3 separate regions of the Mus musculus genome follow, and regions 1 and 2 are each linked to region 3. The links are chromatin contacts, called in public promoter capture Hi-C maps. All regions are on one chromosome and are shown on one strand. Each heading gives the region's core, a stretch centred on a gene start, on an enhancer-like site or on the middle of the called end of the contact. The rest is flanking DNA. Distances are from core to core; before and after follow the strand shown.

The links. Promoter capture Hi-C pulls out the DNA fragments that hold promoters and counts their contacts. Capture Hi-C pulls out chosen DNA fragments and counts their contacts.
Region 1: a contact with region 3 is called in a promoter capture Hi-C map of hippocampal neurons, with 5 times the contacts expected there. The contact joins the promoter of Folh1 here to the promoter of 2610206C17Rik in region 3. A contact is called at or near these places in 2 of 39 promoter capture datasets (cranial neural crest and hippocampal neurons).
Region 2: a promoter capture Hi-C map of adipose tissue shows a contact between it and region 3, with 5 times the contacts expected there. The contact joins the promoter of Saxo2 here to the promoter of 2610206C17Rik in region 3. A contact is called at or near these places in 3 of 39 promoter capture datasets (the C10 cell line, cranial neural crest and pre-B cells), 2 of 484 Hi-C or Micro-C datasets (muscle stem cells and pre-B cells) and 1 of 9 other capture datasets (adipose tissue).

Annotation. Positions count from the first base shown.
Region 1 is chr7:86,774,157-86,777,339 of GRCm38.p6, forward strand. Folh1 (folate hydrolase 1) reads right to left here and starts at 1,708. Exons shown (of 19, transcript NM_016770.3): 1 at 1,483-1,708. The coding sequence starts at 1,603.
Region 2 is chr7:82,647,146-82,650,239 of GRCm38.p6, forward strand. It overlaps Saxo2 (stabilizer of axonemal microtubules 2), which reads right to left and starts at 1,383. Exons shown (of 3, transcript NM_177894.4): 1 at 1,247-1,383. The coding sequence starts at 1,284. Efl1 (elongation factor like GTPase 1) reads left to right here and starts at 1,469. Exons shown (of 20, transcript NM_175317.3): 1 at 1,469-1,533; 2 at 2,381-2,486. The coding sequence starts at 2,396.
Region 3 is chr7:84,687,758-84,690,909 of GRCm38.p6, forward strand. It overlaps 2610206C17Rik (RIKEN cDNA 2610206C17 gene), which reads left to right and starts at 1,883. Exons shown (of 5, transcript NR_038175.1): 1 at 1,883-2,057. It overlaps Zfand6 (zinc finger, AN1-type domain 6), which reads right to left and starts at 2,200. Exons shown (of 7, transcript NM_001360578.1): 1 at 1,989-2,200.

The DNA of each region.
Region 1 (3,183 bases), core at 458-2,957, 2.1 Mb after region 3:
CATCCTTATAGAGTTTACAGAGTACCTTACCTGAGAATAAAGAGAGTTACTGAACCAAACCTCATGGTGCTTTACCACTATTGATAATATATTTGAAGACATATATGCACACAAATATGCACATTGAGACATATGGCTGAGCAAAAGGCTTAACTAAAGGCCCTAGTGTTCACTGTGAGATTAGGAAAGAACACCCTAGGCCTGAAATAACTCACAAGTAAGAAAGATAGAGGCCTGTGGTAGAGACAGAATACTAAGAAACTAACAAACTGGGTTATTGAACAGTGAAACCAAGGGATAGTGGGTGTAACAAAGTAGAAATGACTTGCTTTTAGGATATGTAGGCTTTTGAATCCCATGCTAACCGTTCCAAAACTTGATTCTCATTTCAAGCTGATAACAGAAACTCAATTTAATTCAATCTCATTGGGGCTCACAGCAATCATAGGTAATTACTGATATCTTTGTGTTTAGTTTGATTGAAGTCTCTGGCCAAAGGCTACACAATTGGTTCAGAGCCTGTCTTTACCAATGACATAGAAGTAATTCAAAATGCAGAGCAAAGACGGATGACTTGATGACAAGTTAGACTGGCCTGTGTACTAAAGTCCAGTAGGAAACAGATCCCTCATCAAAGACCCAAGTAGTTTTCTAGTAAAGCTCCTCCTGCTAAATAGTGTCCTATTATCTGTACGTTTCTCATTCAAGTTTCATCATAAATATGGGGAAAATTAAGGTTGAAAGAGAATGGGTAAATTTTTTTCACAGTAAACGAGAATTAGTGATACAAACTCTGAATTTGTAAATCAGCTATGCTCTGCTACTGATTTCTGATGCAGATGGTTTCTTACAGAGTTGGGCTAAATCTGAACTAAGGTCAGGAGGCTCCTGTTAAGGATGTGTTCAGGCAGTGCTGACAGTAATTCACATTTCCCAGAATGTCTCTCTGCTTGTCCAAGGAAGAATGTGAACAGAAAGAGAATCCTTTCACAGAGATGTCCTGGATGCCATGGTATCCTTGAAATTGACACAGGTAGGAGACAGGTGAACCTTCCCCCACCACGTCTCCCCAGCCTCCCCACCCCACCCCCAAAGGCAAAAGCCACTAAAACCAAGCTTACTGGTAGATCTGGATCAGCAGCCACTGGGAATCAGCACTGAGAAGGGTAGTGTCCTGCAGGGTCCCAATGGGTCAGACCTAATTCTAGTTACTGTTTCTGGTTTTTGTTTATTTTGTTTTGTTTTGTTTGTAATCTGACTTTAATCTATGCAATTCTATATACAGATAATTTATTCCTAATTCAATCCTGCTCAGACCCCAGGAAACCTCTGCTTAACTCAGATACTAAAGGTTCCTTCCTCCATGCAAATCACTGCACCCCGGGGAAGACCCGAAACCTCTCCTGCGGGAAGAGCAGCTACAAGAGTGCAGAAGCGAAGGAACAGGGAGATTATGCACTTTGCCATGCAAATGCACCATACCAAAGAGGAAGCCAATGAGGAAGGTTCCGGTTAAAGCCAGCACCAGTGTCCCAACACGGAGCCAGCGCTGGCGGTGTCCCAGGACCTCCGCGGAGTCTCTGTCCTGCAGTGCGTTCCACATCTCTGGCAACTTTAGTTTTCCTCAGCAGTTCTCTTCTACATCCACTGCAGAGATTCTGCGGGTTAAAATTTCCTCCCACTGCTATTCCCCTGGGAAATAGAAGTCTCTCCTAAGACTTTCTCCGCCCCCAAATTCTGGCGTACTGTGAGCCAATTGTAGTTAGGCTAAGGGAAACTGCCTACTCTGGCTTCTTTGGAGTGAGGCTTCAGTTTCTCTTTGAGACTTTATTGACAGGGGCTAAATAGAGAGATAAACAAGAATATCAGAAAGCAATGATAACTTGCCAAATAGTACAGCCTGTACTCAGAAAAGTATTGCAGAGTCCTTATACTTGCTTAATGATCCGTATTAACTTCAATAAACTTTGAGGAATGTGAGAGACTTAGTCCTGAAGAGCCAATACTTACACACATGAGTGAGCACTCTCCTTTCCCTGATAGTTCTCTGTCTGTTAATCCTGTGCTTTAGTCTCTGTTGAAAAATCTTCCTGATGAATTCCAACTCTACTAATTTTTTTTTGACATCTGAAATTCATGCCTCTTCCCCAAGTTATTTGTACATTAGTAGATAAATTAAAATGTGACCTGAATACTGTGTTAGAATGGCGGGTCGCGTCTCAACAGCACACTAGGCCAAGGGAGCTCCACGTGGAAGAGGTTTTATTGGGGGAATTAGAGAGAAGGAGGCGGCAGAAAGAGAAGAGGGGAAAGAGAGATGGAGGGGTGTTCTCCTTATTTATAGGGAGAGGTAAAGGTGGGAGGTGAGCCAAGTGGATGTTGGGAATATGGTGCCTGTTGCCTTGGCAACCGGTCTGAAGGTCACAGGTCAAGCTGTCCCCTATGTGATGTCCTAGGTTTGGGAGATCCTGATGCCAACAAATACCATCTTTCTTTTCTTAGTTCGGGAGTAATAGATTCAGATAGAAATACTGAATAAAGAAAATATGTTAGTTTAACTGCACATCTTTTTGAGATTTTCTTTTGATTTTTTTGGATAAGAGACAGGTTCTAGAAATATCTGGCCCAGACTCTAAACACCAAGAACAAAAACAATAAAATTAATGAAGTGATTTACATCTGTAGCAGAAAGGAAAGACAGCTCAATGCAGCTATCAATAGCAGCCTGAGGAGTTCCTTAATAATTATGAAGCTAGATCCTGGTAAAACTGGCTTTCACACAGAAAAGACCGACAACATATGTTAATAAAAGGCAGGATTCAGATTTATTAAAGGAATTTTCTAATTTAGAGTTTTAAGCACCAGGTTTAAAAGAAGGGAAAATTTCTAAAACAAGGTAACATGTACCTCAGCATGGGTGTGGCTTCTTGAATCAAGTTATAACTTCTTATTTCAATGCAATGTATGCCATTTTAGGTGGATTTTGAAGCTATAATCTTTAGAGTTTTGCTAGAAACACTAAATTACATAATAGCATATTTCCTGCAGTTCACCTGAGAGGATTATGATTGATGATAAAGTTAAAGTATAGGTCAGCAGGATACAGGAAGTTAGAATATCTTTGTAAAAAATAAAAAATCAATTGGTTTGTTTCTGTGATTCCAGATAATAAGTGTGTAAGCC
Region 2 (3,094 bases), core at 133-2,632, 2.0 Mb before region 3:
AAATGTACCTAACAGATAGTCTTCAACAACAAATGAATATGGACAGATCTTCCATCTTTCCTTCCAACAGGAAAGGAGGCAAAAGATGAGAGGTGGTATGGGGAGGGATGATGGTGAAGAATCTTTGCCCCGTTTTGAGACAATGACTCATGAAGGTAGCCAAAGTTTAAAAACCATTGGCTGAGTGGAACTATGTATGTCATAGTAACTACCCATTTTGTCAAAGATTCTTGTACCTCAGTTATAAAACTGAAAGCAGCTAAGGCAGTGCTCTCGCTGCAACTAAGTGTTTGCAAGGGACATTTCGGCAGAAGTTATTAGCCATGCTTCAAAGCCTAAAGGGGATTCCTCTTACATTGGCAGTCCCCCCAGCTCTGTGGATGGTGATATTATTCTTGAAGAATGTAAAGTCCCTAATATAATGAATTTCCTGATGGGTGGATGGGAAAATAACTTAGTTTGTAGATAAATTCAGATTCAAATACATTTTTTTTCTTACATACAAGATTTTGCAGATTCAAGCCTTAAAAGTTATGTTTGCATCTGTTCAAACATACAAACAATGTTTATTACAAAAGGGGCTGAGAAACTGCTCTCAATCAATATGTGTTGTAGCTGGTTGCCCTTAGAAGGGGATTACAAGTACAAAGGGCTTGGCGTTACTCAGTTACTCTTATTCACTTATCAAAGGTGATCTAACCCCTGGGTAAACAGTAAGCTTGAGGATAGAGAAGAATGTGTTTACTGGTGATGTAAAGTTGTTAGGCAGGACTTACAAACCAAACCTGAGGTTTACGGTGAGGACTATTGCCATTTTTGTCTGTCAGAAAGGCCTCAGGAAAATGTTGCCTTGGCAGGAATAAAAATAGAGTTTAGAGGATGGAAGGTTCTGGGTGGCAAACGAAATACCATGGATACTGTTCTTTTAAGTTAACCAATAGAATCGGTGGGTGACTCCATCACTTACCAGCCATATTTGCTCATACTACTTAGCTGATCTGAACTGTATTTTAGCTTAAATCTCTGGATGGGAAGCCTCAGGGAATGCAAAGAAAATAAGTTTTGCCCAGGAGCTAGCCAAGCAGAGGAAATGGGCAGCATTTAGCAGAGCATAAGGTCGGGGGTGGGGGGTGGGGGGTGGGGGTGGAGTAGGGGTCTCCTCCGGTTCAGGCAAGGGAGTCCTTAGGGGGTGTGCGCGGCGGGGCTCGCGGCTCTGCGGACGCCACACCGGGCGGACGTTTCTTACCCGCAGGTGCAAATCTGGCACAGACACCAGTTCCTCATGCTCTGCGCTCCAGCGTCCCCCTCCGCAGGCTTAGGCTGGCACACTTCAGAGCAGCTACAGCGTCCGCCGTCGTCAAGGCGACCGCGGAACTCCAAGTTGAAGGGAAACGACGTGGCTTCCGGTGATGTTCTAGATGCGCGCGGGTCAGAGGTCACAGGCCCACAGGCCCCGCCCCCAGGCTCCTGCGACTTCCGGTCTGAGCTACCCCTGGAGTCTTAGGTGCGTGGGTGAGGTGCGGCGTGGAGCTGGTGAGTGGGGGGACTTGCTAGGGACGCCGGCGACCAGACGGTGACGGAGACCCGGGGGGGTCATGTCGATTGGGCTGGGCGAGGAGTGTCCCGAGCGGCTGCACTTTATAGGGACCCGGTACTCTCAGCGGCAGCGACTCCAGGAACCCAAGAGGAGGAAGGGCATGCAGACCTCGATTTGCTTCTTTTAATTGGAGAGAGGGGTAGAAGGTGTGTCGTGCACCTGGTGTGTTCCTAGGCACGTGATCCAAAAACTTTTAAGGACACTCAGTGCAGTCACAGGGCCGAAGTTCTCATGTCTGATAAAAGCCAGCAAGCTTGACAGAAAGGCAGACTTTTGGAGGGACTGAAGTAGGGAAGGGTGTGTGTGTGTGTGTGTGTGTGTGTGTGTGTGTGAGAGAGAGAGAGAGAGAGAGAGAGAGACTGACTGTCTGTCTCTGGTGTGTGTGTGTGTGTGTGTGTGTGTGTGTGTGTGTGTATGTATGTATGTATGTATGTATGTGAGTGTGAGTGTGACTTAGCCGGGCGCCTCTGCACCTGGCTCCCAACTGCGTGATTCATCGCATGGCAGATCCGGAAACTCCCAGCTCACCCCACAAGTACTGTCAGCAGGATGTGTGGACTTTACCATGGAACATGGGCCTAAAGGACTATATCCCCTCAGGGCCAGAAGGAAATAGATGTGGCTAAACATTCATTGGGTTCTCAGTTAAGGAATCTGAGGCGACTTGTCAGCATCAGCATCTCCCTCTCAGTTTGTCCATTTGGTTTTCGCTGTTGTGCACACCACCCCCACCCCCACCCCCACTAGATTTTGTACCATTTTTAATTTGCATTTAATGTTTAGTCCCAGGAAATAACCATGGTGCTCAGTGGTGTTGATAAGATGATTCGACTTCAGAAGAACACTGCCAACATTAGGAATATCTGTGTTCTGGCTCATGTTGACCACGGTAAGGCTTTTAGAATTGGGTTTTATTAACAAAGAGGAAATGTCTCTGTTTCATTGGAGCGGTGAGAGTGATGCTTGCTAAGGAGTTGTGTGTTGTGCCATGTCAGAGAAGCATGCTGTAGAACGTTTGAAATAAATGGATTAACGGGTGATTGGTGGTCTGCCCAGTATGTCATACAATGCTTTTGAATTTGGATTTTTGTTAAAATATGGAAAAGTTTCTTGAGATGGTAAAATGTCTGTGGTCTTGGTAGAATATATCTTCTATAAATTCTATTTAATTCATCCTATACTGAGCATTTGCTAAGTTGGCAGTGCTTTTTTAGATTTGTCAGGCCCTAGACATTTATGAGGCCAACCTGTCCAGCCAGAGAAGCTTTAGGGAGGAATCGGGGCTTCGTGGTGAGATGGGCTGGGGGTGGGGTGGGTGAGAGTTTTGAGACCTGGAGGATTGGGTAGCAAAGTGGTTAAAAAGAATTGTTAGACGTGCCCCTTGAGGGGCTGTGGGTGATAGGGGGGGGCAAGCAGTACAAATGGAGGTGTGGAGACAGGCAGAAGGAAGCGCGTGTGTCTAAGGTGGGGTTCAGCTGTCTGCTTTATCCTGAGACT
Region 3 (3,152 bases), core at 633-3,132:
TGGTTGACAAGTCTTGAAAAACTTAGTACACTCACATAGTCTTCTCAAAAGTGGCGGAGGGTCACGTGGGTCCTAATGTTTCCCTTAAAGGATCTGCTCTCTGACACTCTCCCTCCAACAAAGCCTGTGCCAACTAGGCAGACAAAGCTTACTCCAAGTTTCTTTTGCAAGACGGACGGTTTTAAGGCAAAGAAGACTCCTCAATAACCTGCCAGAGACTGCAGGGAGGGGAGGAGTGGTGGAGAACAGACAGGGTGGCTTCACAAAACATGGAGTTTTCTCCCACTTGCTGGTTTTGCCCTGAGAAGTACCAAAGGGTGCCAAACTTTCCACAGCCGGTTTGAAGGGATTCGGTGTAGAGATTAACAGAAATCTTAGTTCCTCATGCAAACATAGCAACTAGGAACCAGTCACAAGAACAGTGAGTCTTCCTGATTAAAGGAAGGAAGCAGAATCGTAACGTTTTCATCTCTATTTTATTACTGATTGCCTACAACTTTCTACCACGATCTACAGTATTTACTTTTCGACAGGCAACTTGGGCAACAACAGCTGCAAGAAGAAAAGTTCCCAGAGTACACTTGTTAGAAGCAAAACAAGAAACACCATCGAAACACTGGGGTGAAGGGAGGAACACAGCATTAAGAAACAATGAAATGGATGAACCACAACCATACACTATCTGTCCAAAGTTCAAAGGGCAAGGAACCTAAAGTGACACTGTTTGAAGAGATTAGTGTGTGACAAAACTAATTTTTAAAAGGCTAGAGAATGAGCAAATCCACCGAGTCTAGAATGTTTATTTACCTCAGTAAGAAACAGTAAACTGGGTTAGGCCAGATAAGAAACTCGTGAACACATACAAGTTTGAGTAATGTTCTAGTTCTGGCTCTGGAGTGAGGAGTCTGAAAGTTTATGTTTTCTCTCTTTATAGTACATTGTGTTGTGTATTCTCCCAGGACTGACCATTACTTTAAAAACTTTGTGATATAACTCATATTGTGAGTTTTGACATTAACACAGGAAAGTATGGCTGCAGTCAAAACAGCAATCAAGCCTGAAATTTTCCTATCTGTGCCTATTACCCCTCTTACATGTTTGTCTCCCCGCCCCACCCCACCCCCACCCCGAGACAGGGTTTCTCTGTGTAGCCCTGGCTGTCCTGGAACTCACTGTGTAGAACAGGCTGGAATCCGCCTGCCTCTGCCTCCCAAGTGCTGGGATTAAAGGCGTGCGCCACCACGCCCGGCTTACGTGTTTTTTAAATGTTAAAAAAAAAAAAAAAAAAAGGAAAAAGGAAAAATTAAGACAATGTCTTTTCTCCATTTAAATGTTCATGGTTTACCAAAAAATTGTCCCCGCAGGCCTGGAAATAATACATAAAACAGCAATTGCCATAAAATACTTCATAAATAATCTCAAAAGCCTACGTGGCATTTTAATTAGGAAAAGGATAAATTTCGAATATAGTTTGAAAGTGACGTTTAATTTCGGTTTTCGGAACCACTAGGTGCTGACTACCAAGCTAGTTAGCATGCACGGCTTGGAGGTGACCCCAAGGCCCCAGTTCCCACAAACGCCTGACAATTCTGGATGATGATGGCAAATCACTGAGTTCTGATAGAGTTAGATTGACTTCAGACGCCACACTCCGTGTAGCTTGTTTACGCATCCAACAGTGAGAAACTTGAAAACGCTCTCAGAGGAGCAGAGAGCTTGGAATCCCGGAGACTCCCTCTGAGCCTTCTCTAGCCTCAGCCTACCAAAGGGACGTGAGGACGCTGCCCGGCGTGCGGCAGCTGCTCCGGACTGGCCCCAGGCGCGCCCACCCCGACCCCGAGCTCAGCGCGCGCCCGGGGAGCCCGGGACCGCGCCCCACCGGGACCGCGCCCTCCGCTCGCCACTGCGAGGCCACCTGCTGCGCCGCCCGCCGCTTCCGGCTCCCAGGCCGCCCGGAGGCTGCGCCCACCGCTGCCCGCACTCCTCACCTGGCGGCGGCCCTCTCCGCCGGACGCGCTGCCGCCGCCGCCTCTCGCCGCCGCTGAGAGTGAGGACAGGTGAGGCCGCCAAACCCCCACTCGCTCCCGGCCCGCCGCCGCCGGCCCTCCGTCCGCTGTTTATTAAACTTTTCTGTTTGGCTGCTCGGCCTGTGACGCGGCCTCAAGGGAGCGCCCGCGATTGGCTCTCAACGCGCGCTGACGCGGCAGTCCCAGCCCGCTGCCTAATTATGACCGGCCCGGGCGGGGCCGCGGGCCGGAGGCGGCGTGGGGGCGGGGCCGGATCTCGGAGAGTGCTATTATTGGTCAAGGCATTTGAGGGGCGTGGCACAGAGGCGCTGCTTTTCTCTCGGCCACGCCCCTGCCTCGGCCAGGTCAGCGGGCTAGGTTAGCTTTTTGATGTTGCCTCAGGAGCAAGAGGGCTCTGGTGCAGACTTGGGGGACGGCGAGGGGATGGGGTGTCTGATGACGTAGCTCCGGGCTCTGCATCCTCCCAGGGATAGACTACCCTTGTCTAGAGCTGGTGTTCCACCTGCGTAGTTTGAGAGACGACATAGATTGAGATTCTGTTGCCCAGGCCCCTAGAAGACCAGGAGGGCCAGCCCAAAGTGCCAGGTCTGAACTCTGCCCTGTCCTGAACCACGATTTACAGAGAGCGAGACCTGAGGCGTGTGTGCTCGCTTGTGTAATACACACCTACACGCCTGGACTCGGGAAGCCCCCTGGACCTTCTCGCGGAAGCGGTAGATTCTAGTCCAGCAGCCCTGCACAGGTTGTGCGGGAGAAGTGGGGGACAGCTCTCCTGAGATTTCCCCAGCCCAAACAGGATTGCCTAGAGTCCTGTCTTTATTTGAAATTATGTTATTTTGTTAGTCTTGGGGTTGTGCCTTTTGGTGTTTTACAATGTTTATCTTTGTCACTGTGCTCTCTTTACCTATTTCCCTGAAATTTCTGCCCTATTTTTACAGTAATAGGGGCTCATGGTCACAAGGTTGAGATACGGCTAACCATGTGTGGTTTGGGCTGCTTTCTGTAATCCTGTAGAATAAGGAGGAGACAGAATAGAGGACATGGTGGAGGTCAGGTAGAATTCTTTGAAGAAAAGGTGGCATTTGAAAAATTCTTATGACTTCATGGAAAACGAAAGGAAGTGTT